Linked DNA regions of Anas platyrhynchos: region 1 is linked to region 2. The links are chromatin contacts, called in public Hi-C maps. All regions are on one chromosome and are shown on one strand. The core of a region is the stretch at or near the end of the contact, and the rest is flanking DNA. Distances in the headings are between cores, read along the strand shown.

Evidence for each region. A called contact is a pair of places that touch in the nucleus more often than the background predicts.
Region 1: a Hi-C map of skeletal muscle shows a contact between it and region 2, with 3 times the contacts expected there. The contact joins the promoter of ACVR2A here to the enhancer-like site in region 2. A contact is called at or near these places in 2 of 8 Hi-C or Micro-C datasets (liver and skeletal muscle).

The regions. Positions count from the first base shown.
Region 1 is chr7:3,152,927-3,158,634 of IASCAAS_PekinDuck_T2T, reverse strand. It overlaps ACVR2A (activin A receptor type 2A), which reads left to right and starts at 3,321. Exons shown (of 12, transcript XM_021275966.4): 1 at 3,321-5,008. The coding sequence starts at 4,954.
Region 2 is chr7:3,112,426-3,117,595 of IASCAAS_PekinDuck_T2T, reverse strand. It overlaps ACVR2A (activin A receptor type 2A), which reads left to right. Exons shown (of 12, transcript XM_021275966.4): 5 at 3,179-3,202. Among named protein-coding and RNA genes, the nearest start is that of ORC4, 35 kb to the right of the region's middle. Within about 2 kb of position 2,810, at least 1 of the 8 cell types and tissues checked has an H3K27ac peak or open chromatin away from gene starts, as enhancers often do.

The DNA of each region.
Region 1 (5,708 bases), core at 2,072-4,571, 41 kb before region 2:
ACGCTTCTCTCTTGCTTCCCTGTTTTAAAGGGAGAATTACTTAGACCATGTGGGAAGATTAATGAGGTAATGACAAAGGCTGTATCTGTTACTGTTACTGCTGAGATTATAAACCCCATGTTTTCCACTCTGCGTTTTTAACCTGCTTGTATGGAGACTATGAATGAGTCTTGCACAATAGATTCTTACCTATGATGCTGTTTCTGTGTAAACAGTATCGATTCAGTGGTAAGTGTGAAAACAGCCAAGGCACAGATGAAATCCTCTATTCCTAGCAGTGCTCTGGAAAAGAAAAATGAGACATTGCCGCTTTTTAATTCTTCTCGTTATTCCCTAGAAGGAAAGTTAAATTTGTGCTGCCTCTAGGCCAAGCACCATCCCATCTGAACAAAAGAACGGAACTATGATCACATCCATTTCATCTTGCTGCTACTCCTGCTTGCAGGCTCTCTGCAGATGCGTACGTCCCTGATATTGTATCTTCAGTGCTCATACGTCACAGTAAATGATTCATTAAAAATGCATAGACAGAGTGATCTTAGAAGAGGGAAAAAAAAGATCTGGAGTTTAAGGGAAAAGGAAAATAGAAATGAAAAGTCAAAAGGTAGAAATGGGAAACACCCCTGAAATTCACATGAGAAAGGCAAGCAAAAAGACATTTAAAAAGGAAGAGGAGATGGCAACTGTATTGACATTTAATATGTCTACTTGGGATAAAACTCATCCTTTTACTAGCAATAACAGCAAGAGCCTAGAGAAAGCACAAAGCCTTTAGAGCATTTTGCATCAAGTACCTCACAAAAATGGTAAGCAATTTCTTCTAAGGAGTGTACAATATTTGCACCAAACTACCTTGTTTATTTAAAATATATATAATTCAGTGGGAGCAAACACAGATACAGCTCTATCGATATTGTGCTTTTAACAACATAACTGAACCCATGGAAAGGTGTTGCATCCATGCAACAAAAATGGTTTTTATTGTTTGCATACCAAAAATGAGTATATTTTTGCCTCTCCTTACTTGTTCCTTTCCTTATACTGCAGCAGGTAGCTCTGCAAAGGATGCAAGGCCTACATGCAGCACCAGAAGAGCTGAGAACAGACACCTATAATAATGCTGATGCTCCTGGACTGGTATGAATGGGTTCCTTGATCCTACTCACCACCAGTCCTCCTAATCCATATACCACTTGGCATGGTCCCATCAGGCCTCAAAACGGGGCAGGAAAAGAAAGAAGCACACACTTCATGGGCAATTCCTACAAACCTGATAAACCTGTGATTGCCAAGACCAACCGTACACAGAAGGTCACCACTTTTGTAGCATTTACTGGATGGCCAGAAGGCTTTGCTCTGCTGAACCGATCCTGCGAGCAAAATAACCACCCATGCTTACAAATAATAAGCTACTTGAGAAAGGCACCTCCTTCCTATGACATTCATGCAAATGATGTTATACAGATGACACATTTAGGCTATTTTGTATTAAATATAAACAGAAAAATACGAATATGGAACATAAATTGCATTCTGTCAGTTAAAAAAAAAAAAGTGAACCTAATGCCTATAATGGAAAAAACTATGTACACACACACACACACACACACACATACAATAGCAATATTTTTAGCTATAATTTCCTGCTCATGTGGCAACATGACGAGCATTCTGAAGAAGCTGAGCCAAGGGAAAATACAACCTGCAGAACAGGTCACGTTTAAATATTCTGCTATTGAAGAATATTAAAAACTACAGATTAAGTAGGAGTGTTGTAATACTTACATTAATTAATGCTTGTAAATCATTCCGAACTACCTGGATAAAAGATGGCATAAAAAGCGTTGCCACATGTCTTGATGCTTCTAGATGTGCACAGGCCCAATGCATCTTGTTTAACTTTTTGGATGTTTGAAAGCAAAAATGTCACTGGTGGATGAACTTTGTGTCGGTAGGTGTTTGAACACGGCAGAGAAACACCGAGGATGCCCAAATCCTGGTTAGGAACCCCAGCAGGTACCTCAATATGAACAGACCGAAGTATCTACATCTCTCCATCTCTGAATCCAGGTGCTAATGGTGGCTCACCAGGTCTAATTACCAAACACCTCTGCTGATCTGCGGATCAGCGTAGCTCACACAGCTCGGCGGTGCTGCTCAGCCTTGACTTGGTTGCAAATTCACGTATGTGAAAAACATGCCTTCCAATTTAGTACCACGTAGTATCACCAAAAACCTTAGGCCATGCCATCAGTCTGAAAAGGAAGGCATCTGAAGCGATTTGATACACGTCTAAGGTTAGTGAACAACGTACCAGCTTTCGGGGAGCTTGGTACTTCTTGCTTTGACCAGCACAGGTGTTTATGAGGCGCTTATGCTTTCCCATGTTGTTCAGCAGGTCTAAATGTAACATGTATTCCTTTTCACTCAGAAACAGGCAACATATTTTACGGTATCCATTTAAAAATTCGAGGAAAAAAGGTAGGGACTTTCACAGAACTGCTGTCCTTAGGGTTGATACTGAGAGTGTTTTAGCTGGAGCAGCACCAATATACACACATTTGCCCCCAAAGGTGAGAAAATTGGGGTTTATTCACTCTTCTTGTTCTCTCATCACACAATGATAGGAAACAGAAGTTACTGTGAGGTGGGGGGAGGCCGAGCAAGCTGCCAGCAGCAGGACGCAGCTAGTTCTGTGGGGAGAGCATCTCAAATACACAAAGGCTGTGAGGTATGGTGTGTAGGTACACCTAACAAACAAATGCTGTGGGATATGGTGTGAAGGTACACCTAACACACAGGTGCTTTGGGATACGGTGTGTAGGTACACCTAACTGTGGGTTAGGTACAACTAAGTGCTGTGGGGCGTTGTGTGCTCACACCTCACACGAGCGCCATGAGGTGCAATGTGTGCTCACACCATGATTTTGTGAACATACACAACCGGGGCACAACCGTGCACAACCAGCAGGTGCCTTCGGTGCCCTGCCCTCACACCTGGCGGCGGCAGCCCCGTGAGGCACCACAGCGCGCCCACCCCACGGCGAGCGCTGAGGGGCGCTGAGGGGGGCGGGCGGCGCCCCGCGGCCGCTCCCTGAGGCGGGGCGTGGCCGCGCGCAGGCGCGCAGGTAGGGGCGGGGCGAAGAGCAGGGGGAGGAGCGCGGTTGGGTGGGCGGGGTTGGGCGGGAGGGCTGTGCGCCCCGCGATTGGCCCGGAGAGCTGTCAATCCTCGGCGGCGCGCGCTGGGCCGGCCTCGCGCGAGGGGCCCGGCGCGGCGGGGGGCTGGGAGGGGAAGGGGGGGGGAGGAGGAGAGGGAACAAAAACAATCGGCCCCGCGCCGCCATCTTGGGCCGGCTCCGCACGCCGCGCGGTGAATGGGTCGCTATGAGAGAGCCACAGGGGAGCGGCGGCAGCAGCAGCAGCAGCGCTCCGAGGGCTGCCCCGAGCTGCCGCCCGCCCTCGGCAGGCTCTAGAGGCCGCCCGCAGGGAGCCCCCGGGCTCGGCCTTTTTTTCTCCTTCTCCTTTTCTCGCTCCTCAGCCCGCCCCGAGCCGCGCTGCTGGACCGGCAGAGTTGGGCTCCGCCGCGCCGCCACCGCCGCCGCCCGGGAGCTGAGGGGGACGCGGCCGGGAGCGGGCCGGGGCCGGGGCCAGGGCTAGGGCAGGGCCCAGGGGAGCCCTCCCCGCTGTTCCGCGCCTCCCCGCCGAGCTCTTTTTCCCCCTTTTTTTAAATAATTTTTTAATTTTTTTTTTTAATTTTTAAATTTTTTCCTCACAAAATCCTGACCGGACACAGCCGCCGTTGTGGTAGGGCGAGGGGAGGAGGAGGAGGAGGAGGAGGAGAGGCGGCCGTGAGGGGTCGGCGGGCGGCAGGGACAGGGGGACAGGGCACGGACAGACGGACAGAGGGGGCCAGGACAGCGGGACAGGGCTGCCCCAGCCCCCTGTGACCCCCCCTCAGCCCCTTCCCTCCCCCAGGAGCTTCCCCGGGACTCGCCGCCCTCCTCCCCGGCGGCCGGGCGCTGCCTGCTTTTTGCGGCGTGTTTTTAATTTAATTCTGTTTTTTTCTCCTTCTCCTCGTTTAAATACCAAATACAGACCCCCCCCACTCCAGAGGGGGAGGAGGGGATGGAGGTGTCTTAGGAAAAAAAAAATCCCCAATTCCTCAGCCCGGGCTGAAGGCCGGCCCGGAGGGGGGGGGCGATGAGCTCGGGCTGAGCTGTGGGGAGCCGGTGTCAGGGCTGGTGCCAACCCCAGCCCTGCTGCTGCCCCTCAGCTGGTGCCAGCCCCAGCCCTGGTGCTGCTGCTCCTTGGCACCCCCAGCACCTTCAACAGCACTGCCACCCAAGCCCAGCCTGGCCCACGTGCGGCTGCCGGCCTCCTCCCGCAGGACTCCCGACCCGGCTCTTCCTTGGAGGCTTTGGACGTTGGAAGGCGAAATGGAGCTGCTCTTCTTCTCCCAAACACTACACGTTGCGTAACGGGGAGCCAGGACGAAAGCCCCGACCCGGCTGCTGGTCTCGGTACGACTCCCGGCGCTCGGCACCCACCGGGGATGCTTTAGGGAGCTTGATGCGGAACAGAGTTGGAGCCTCTTCAGAGACTTCTTTGTGTCCGGCGGCTTAATCCCTGACTTCTTTTTCTTAGTGGATTCGTAACATACTTTTATGAATTAAATTTTGCCACTGTTTGTACAGAAGCCAAATGACACGTGTGTTTTGAAACACGGTTCCAAATATATCCAGCCCTGAACCCGGATTCTCGCTAGAAAGAGCCGGAGGGAGATCGGCAGTCTCTACATAAACCTGATTTTACTGTTTCGTGAACATTACCCTCTTTAGAGATGTTGCTGTAGATTGCTTTACAACTGTTCGGCGAGAAGGGGGATTTTCCAGCTTGCTGGACCCAGGAAACTGGATACTTAAAGTCACTTAAATGTTTTAACAGCATTGGAAAATGGGAGCTGCTACTAAGTTGGCGTTTGCTGTTTTTCTTATCTCTTGTTCTTCAGGTAAGTAAAAGTTGTTTTTGTCACTTTAAATTTAAGGCTTTGGGGTCAGCACTGGAGAGCTGGAGGTGATTTTCTTGGTTAGACTGCGTTGGGAGAAATCACTTCTTCCAAAAGGCAAATGTTTGGGGATGGCGGTGACCGTGAAGGCAGCAGCTGTTCTCGTGGTGGTTCTTAAAAATGTCTAACGAGCACACTTCAGATGTGTGCAGCGCTTGGATTGCAGAGGAATCATCAGCAGCAAACGTGGAGACATAACCACCTAGTGTCACATCTGGTAACCTGGCGATGCAATTAGTAGTTTCATCTTCCTTTTTTCCAAAATGAGGATAACCAAGCTGAAATAGCTTCATTTAGAGCTCGTGTTCTGGAGCGTTCAGTGGTGGATGGCCACCTTCATTAATGCTTTGTTAGTTCAGGATAGCCACTGTTGTGGTATCAGCAAGGATGAGCTAATGCTAGCAGGGGGTGTGCGCACGTATAGGTTCGTGCAGAGAAAGAGGCTGAAAAGGCACGCTTTCAGTTTCAAAGCAGTGATTTGTAACGCTTTCATCTTGCTGTTCAATATTTCACTATTTTCGGGTGTGAAAGTTGGGTTTCAGATGCTGCCTGGTAGCCACCAAGCGTGGGGTGAGAGCTCCCGCACGCTTCTTTAGGAGGAAAATCCTGGTAGCAACCAGTGGTTGGAGGGACTGCTGGTGTA
Region 2 (5,170 bases), core at 1,561-4,060:
AGAAGCAAGACACATTCTGAACTGCCTGTAGGGTGGCCGCACAGGTACCAGTGGGAAAACAAATTCTGTGCTGGAAACTAATAGGGAGGGAACATAAATACCAAAACGTGTTGCTCTTCCCACAGTTTTTGACTTCCTACATCTGGTGTAGGCCACTAAGCCTGTGTCGAGGCTTTTGGTAAGTGTGTGTGTAACGTGAATGATTTGTTTTCCAAAAAAATCATGGAAGAAGTAGTTACTAATGGATAATTTTGTGGCTAGAGATTGGAAGTAGGAAGAAATTTTTCTTGGAAGATAGGTGAAGACTGAGTTGGGGCTTGTGGCCAGCTCGGAAGGAGTTAGGGTTGGGTATGTACCAGTGGTTAATGAATCATTAGCATACAATGAGTGGCAAGGTTCGTGTTAAAAAGGAAAAACTGAATGAGCTCTAAATTTGGACCGCTGGAAGCGTGCATGACTTCACGTTCTGTAATGATGCATTTATATCCGCAGGGCTAATAAGAATTTCTCCTAGCATCGATTCCAGTCAGCAGCTGGAATGACGCAGGGGAAAAGCTGGTGCCATCCTTTGGTCCTTGTGCCGTGGTGCCCAGCTCTGGTATGGCTCCTCAGAGGCGATGCTCTTTGTGCTAGGAACAGGCACGGAGGGCTGGAGTGCTGATTTCTGTGGGTTTGTGGCCAAGTACTCAACCTTCAGGAGCTTTTTAACCATTTTCCCTAATAAAGTCCAGTTTGCGTAACCTCAGATACGCTCTCCTGAATGTGTGAGGCTGACATCTTCCAGGTAATTTTTACATCACTAGTAGGAGATTCGCACCCTTCACAAGGTGTGCAAAAATAATGCATTTTACTTCACATTCTCTGAAGAAATCAAGGGACTGTGAACGAACATGAAGGTATCATGTTTTAGGCACTGGTTAGGAACAAGCAAATGAATCGATGCAATACCTTTGAAATACAATAATTTTGAGCACCATCTTTATGAAGATCTGTGACACATTTAAAGTTCAGAATGGGTTTTCTGGATAGCCCAGATTTAGGAAGGGGTCACACTGACAGTATTTTTTTGTCCTAGGCGGTTACAAATTCCGCGGCAATTTCCCTAACCCCAGATAAAACCTTTAGAAGTAGTTTTCAGGCAGCATAAACAGTAAGTTAGTGTGTTTACATCTGTTTGCGTTAGGTGATGGCTATGTTGTGGGGTTTTGAATTACTCCCAACTTTTATAAAAGAGTTGTGTTGATCCCTGAAGTAAATATATTTGCTTTCCTTAATAGGCAGACACTGCTTAAACTGTTGATCCTTGCATTTCTAATGAAAGGCCTGGGATGGCGGTTTGTAGGGCTGAAAGGAGAGGCAGTGACCTTAAAATCAAAGGTCTATGATGTGCATACATCTCTTTTTGGAAAATATTATGTGTGCCTGGTGTATTAGAGCTGGGGGGGAGCTGATCCCATTAAGAGTGGTGAGCAGGACCCCAACTCCTCAGAGTTTCCCATTATCCCACCAGGAACAAGAAGTCTGTATTTATTTTTTACTTATTTTTAATGAATTTACTGAATTCTTAGTAAACAGAGAATATTAATAGCAAACAGACCTGCAAAATCATTCTCTCTAACACATTTTCTTTTACAGCCCTAGGAACAAAGTTTGCTGAACAACTGTTTCAGTGGTTTTAAGTTCCTTTAACAGTTCCTGTTTGTTCTGCTGCTGCCCCAGTAGCTGTGGGCAGGCAGGGATGTACCGATCGCTCTGCTCAGCAGCCATTCCCTGCCAGGCTCCCGGGTTGAGCAGCGTTTCTGTTTTGCTTGGCTGCTCTTCCAGGCGAAGGAACACGGGAGGCTTTGCAGGAGGAACTTCTGTGCTCGTGGGCTGTGGGGTTTGTGCTGCTGCCTTACTTGTAGGGGTTTTAAAGTACTCACAGGATGGCTGTTATTGTCCTGGAACCACCAAGAATGGAAATTAGTTCAAGGTTTAGGGTTTTCTATGATTTGTTTCCCCTTCCAAAGGTGCTTGCAGGCCGTACGAGCGCTGCCACTCTGCCCCAGAGCCTTGGGCTGGGTGCTGACCCCATCCCAGTGGCCCTGGCCGCCAGGGAGTCTGCTCAGCGCTCAGACAGCAAGCTGTAAATCCGACTGCAACCAGCCTAGCCTTCAAGAACTACTTCAGCCTTTCTATTATTAATTATTCAGATAATGCTAAGTGTGTGCTAGACGGTTCTCAAGCGCAGAGAGAAGGCTGCTGGCTCTGCGCTGGCGAATCCTAAGGATGTAAAGACAAAGGGTGAGGAAAGGGATGATTGCTCTGTTACGTGGCAGCTGAATGCTTCAACCGCCTGCATTTCCTGCTGCTGCACCAACTACCTGATGGAATTAGAGAAGACAAGGCTGAGGCACAGGTACAGGAGAAGCAGTGCAGGTGCCTGAGCTGCTCCACTTTGAAGCAGCACGGACAGGCTCGTCTCACTGAAATGTGTGCTAAGTTTCAGTAGCTGTGATCTGGGACGTAGATTTGGGTAACATTTTATCCGACAGTCTGTAAACTCATGATTTGGGTGCAATAGTCCTAAATACTGTAATCTATACATGCTGGGTAGTGTTCACTTGTTCTAGTTACAGCTCAAGCCTGCCAGATTTATTGATGAAATTGGGCACTGAAGATCCGGTATATGAAGACCTATTCGTTTGTGATGTTTAGTTGCAACTCAGACGCTTAAAAGTTTTCATTTTCCACAGCTAGTTACTAAATCCAGCACAGTCTTAACTTAAAAAATGCAACGCTGCCCTCTGCTGTACAGCGGTGAGCACATCGAGATGCCTCTGCATAGCTTGTGTCCGTGTAACACCCTGCATGCGTTCATGTACTGCTCTGTACTGATGGGACTGTTCAGGCACCTGTAATGGATGAGTCAATTTTTAATTATCAATGATCGATTCAGCTAATGGTCTGTATTGAAATCTTTATTTTCGCCCATTTTTCTTTGCTAACATATCAATGATTTTTTATTCATTTTAAATGATCTGTTATTAGCACGGAAGGTATTGCTATCCCCATGACTATTTTGGTTGTTGATCCGCAAGCAATTTATTTGGTCTCTTTTCTTATAAGCTGTTTTTTCATCCCATTCTTGATCTAAATAGTAATTTCTTTTGCCTGTGTTTTTTCCCCTCTCTACAAGCACGCCTTTCATATAATGATTGAGGTAAGATGCATTGATGTTTGTTCATGGTTATGGAACTTTCTGTGGACTTGTAAGAAGTTGTTTTGGTATCAATTCCGTTCTTCCAGTAATGTGGACCAGAAATTCGTGAGCATGCGGGGTTTAAAAACGCAGCTTTAGCCTTTTCTTAAAGTTGCCTACAATTTCTCAGGCTGTGGAGTTGTGTCTGCAGGGTTTGATGAAGAAATCCTCCGGGCATCGCTGGTTTGTGGCTCTTCAGCTACAGACGAGCTCAGAGCAGCCTGTGTCACTCCCACCCGTGTGCTGCATCGCAGGGGCAGGGGCAGGGCCCTGCTGGCACAGCACTTGCTGGGGTCTCAGTTTGGGGCCATGGGAGCAGCACAGAGAGCAGGGGCTGGGGCTGACGTTCCCATGTAGGCGATGGCCCCGAAGGCAGCAGCATGTCCTGCTCGGGTCCCTCCAGTCTGAGAAACACTCCCTGGAGAGAAAAGCTCTTCTACATCTTAAGACTACTGTGATCTTCGTACTGGCCAGGAGTGGTTTTTACATGTATTAGATCACTGATTCTTCACGTGAAACTACAAGTAACTGAACTGTTTATTCAGGAACTGTGGTCGTTACCGGTAGACTTTTTACATAAATATTGAAGAAGTTGAGATTTGAGTTGCGGTATGAATGTACAGTTTTTGTTGTCTCTCTGTCAGTCTCATGTTGTTCTCTGATAGCCAGGATGCTTTGTAACTGTAATTTAGAAGAAAACAGAATGCTGCTATGGCAATATTCTGAGCATCTTGCACCTGGAAAGAGTTGTCAGAGGCCCTTCTATTCCCACTGCTGTCTTGCTTCAAGTGACTTGATTTCTGTTAGGGAAGGAGTATTCTGGCTACAAGCAATTACCTTGTTTCATATTAATTAGGGGAGTATGTCATATATGCACTGCAAAATACAGGGGAATTCGTGGGGCAAACAAGAGAAGAATTGTCACTATTAAGAGAAAACAAAACGATGCTGGGGAATTAAAGGTTGAAATTTGGATACGTGTTATAGTCAATTTTAGACTAAATTACAGAATTTACAAAGTCTGACTCCTTTTATTCTTGTCCCGACTTCACCCATCATCTGATTGAAAATAAACCAAGCCCAAGCTTGAAAGGGAGGAGAATGATCTTTAAAGGGGAACCTGTTGACCATATTAACAAAAAAATAGCTGTAGTATAAATGTAACCAAGGGGAAACAAAGCAAAATTTAAGAAAGAGAATTGCATGGGCTCTGGAAGCTTTATTTTGGAGTCAGGAAAGAGAAACGTGATTATATATGACCCCATTTGGATAATCGGTCCCTTTATAGAGGATAAATCATCTGATTCAACTGCCGTGTGAGAGAAATGGCTGGGGAAGAACTCAAGCACTGATGGCCTGTGGTGGGGCAGTCTTCAGACAACCTGTCCCGTTTGGCACATCCTTAAGGGAAGTGTGGCTTCACAGTGAAGCTCCACAACCATTCTTGAGTCATGGAGGGAAGATACCATTCTTAAGATACCATTCTTAAACTTTAAGCGTTATTTTTTTCCTTTTTATAAATAAATTGGCATGTGATCTACAGCTGCCTGCAACTCCCAGCTCTAAAAATGGGAACCAAAAAGTAGTTTAACCTTTGAAAACTACAGCGTGGCACAGCACAGCGAGGTGTGCATGGTTCCGAGATCACCTTCCAACCTGAACTGATGGTTTTAATGGCCAGAGGCTTTGAGCTACGGGAAGAAGAAAGCGTAGTGACCTGTTCTGCATCCTGAGGCCATCGGTTCAGGTGCTGTTGGCTGTTTTTATCTGGCAGAGGATCTGTGCAGCGGTGCTCACCATGCCACCTGCCCAGGGTGAGGAGAGAGTCCTGCTTCCCTCCGCCTTCCAGAGCTTTTTCTGTTAACGCGGACCTTGCTGCAAGCAGATGCAATTTGCTAAACTATTAGAAAAATAATGTGATTAGAAGGG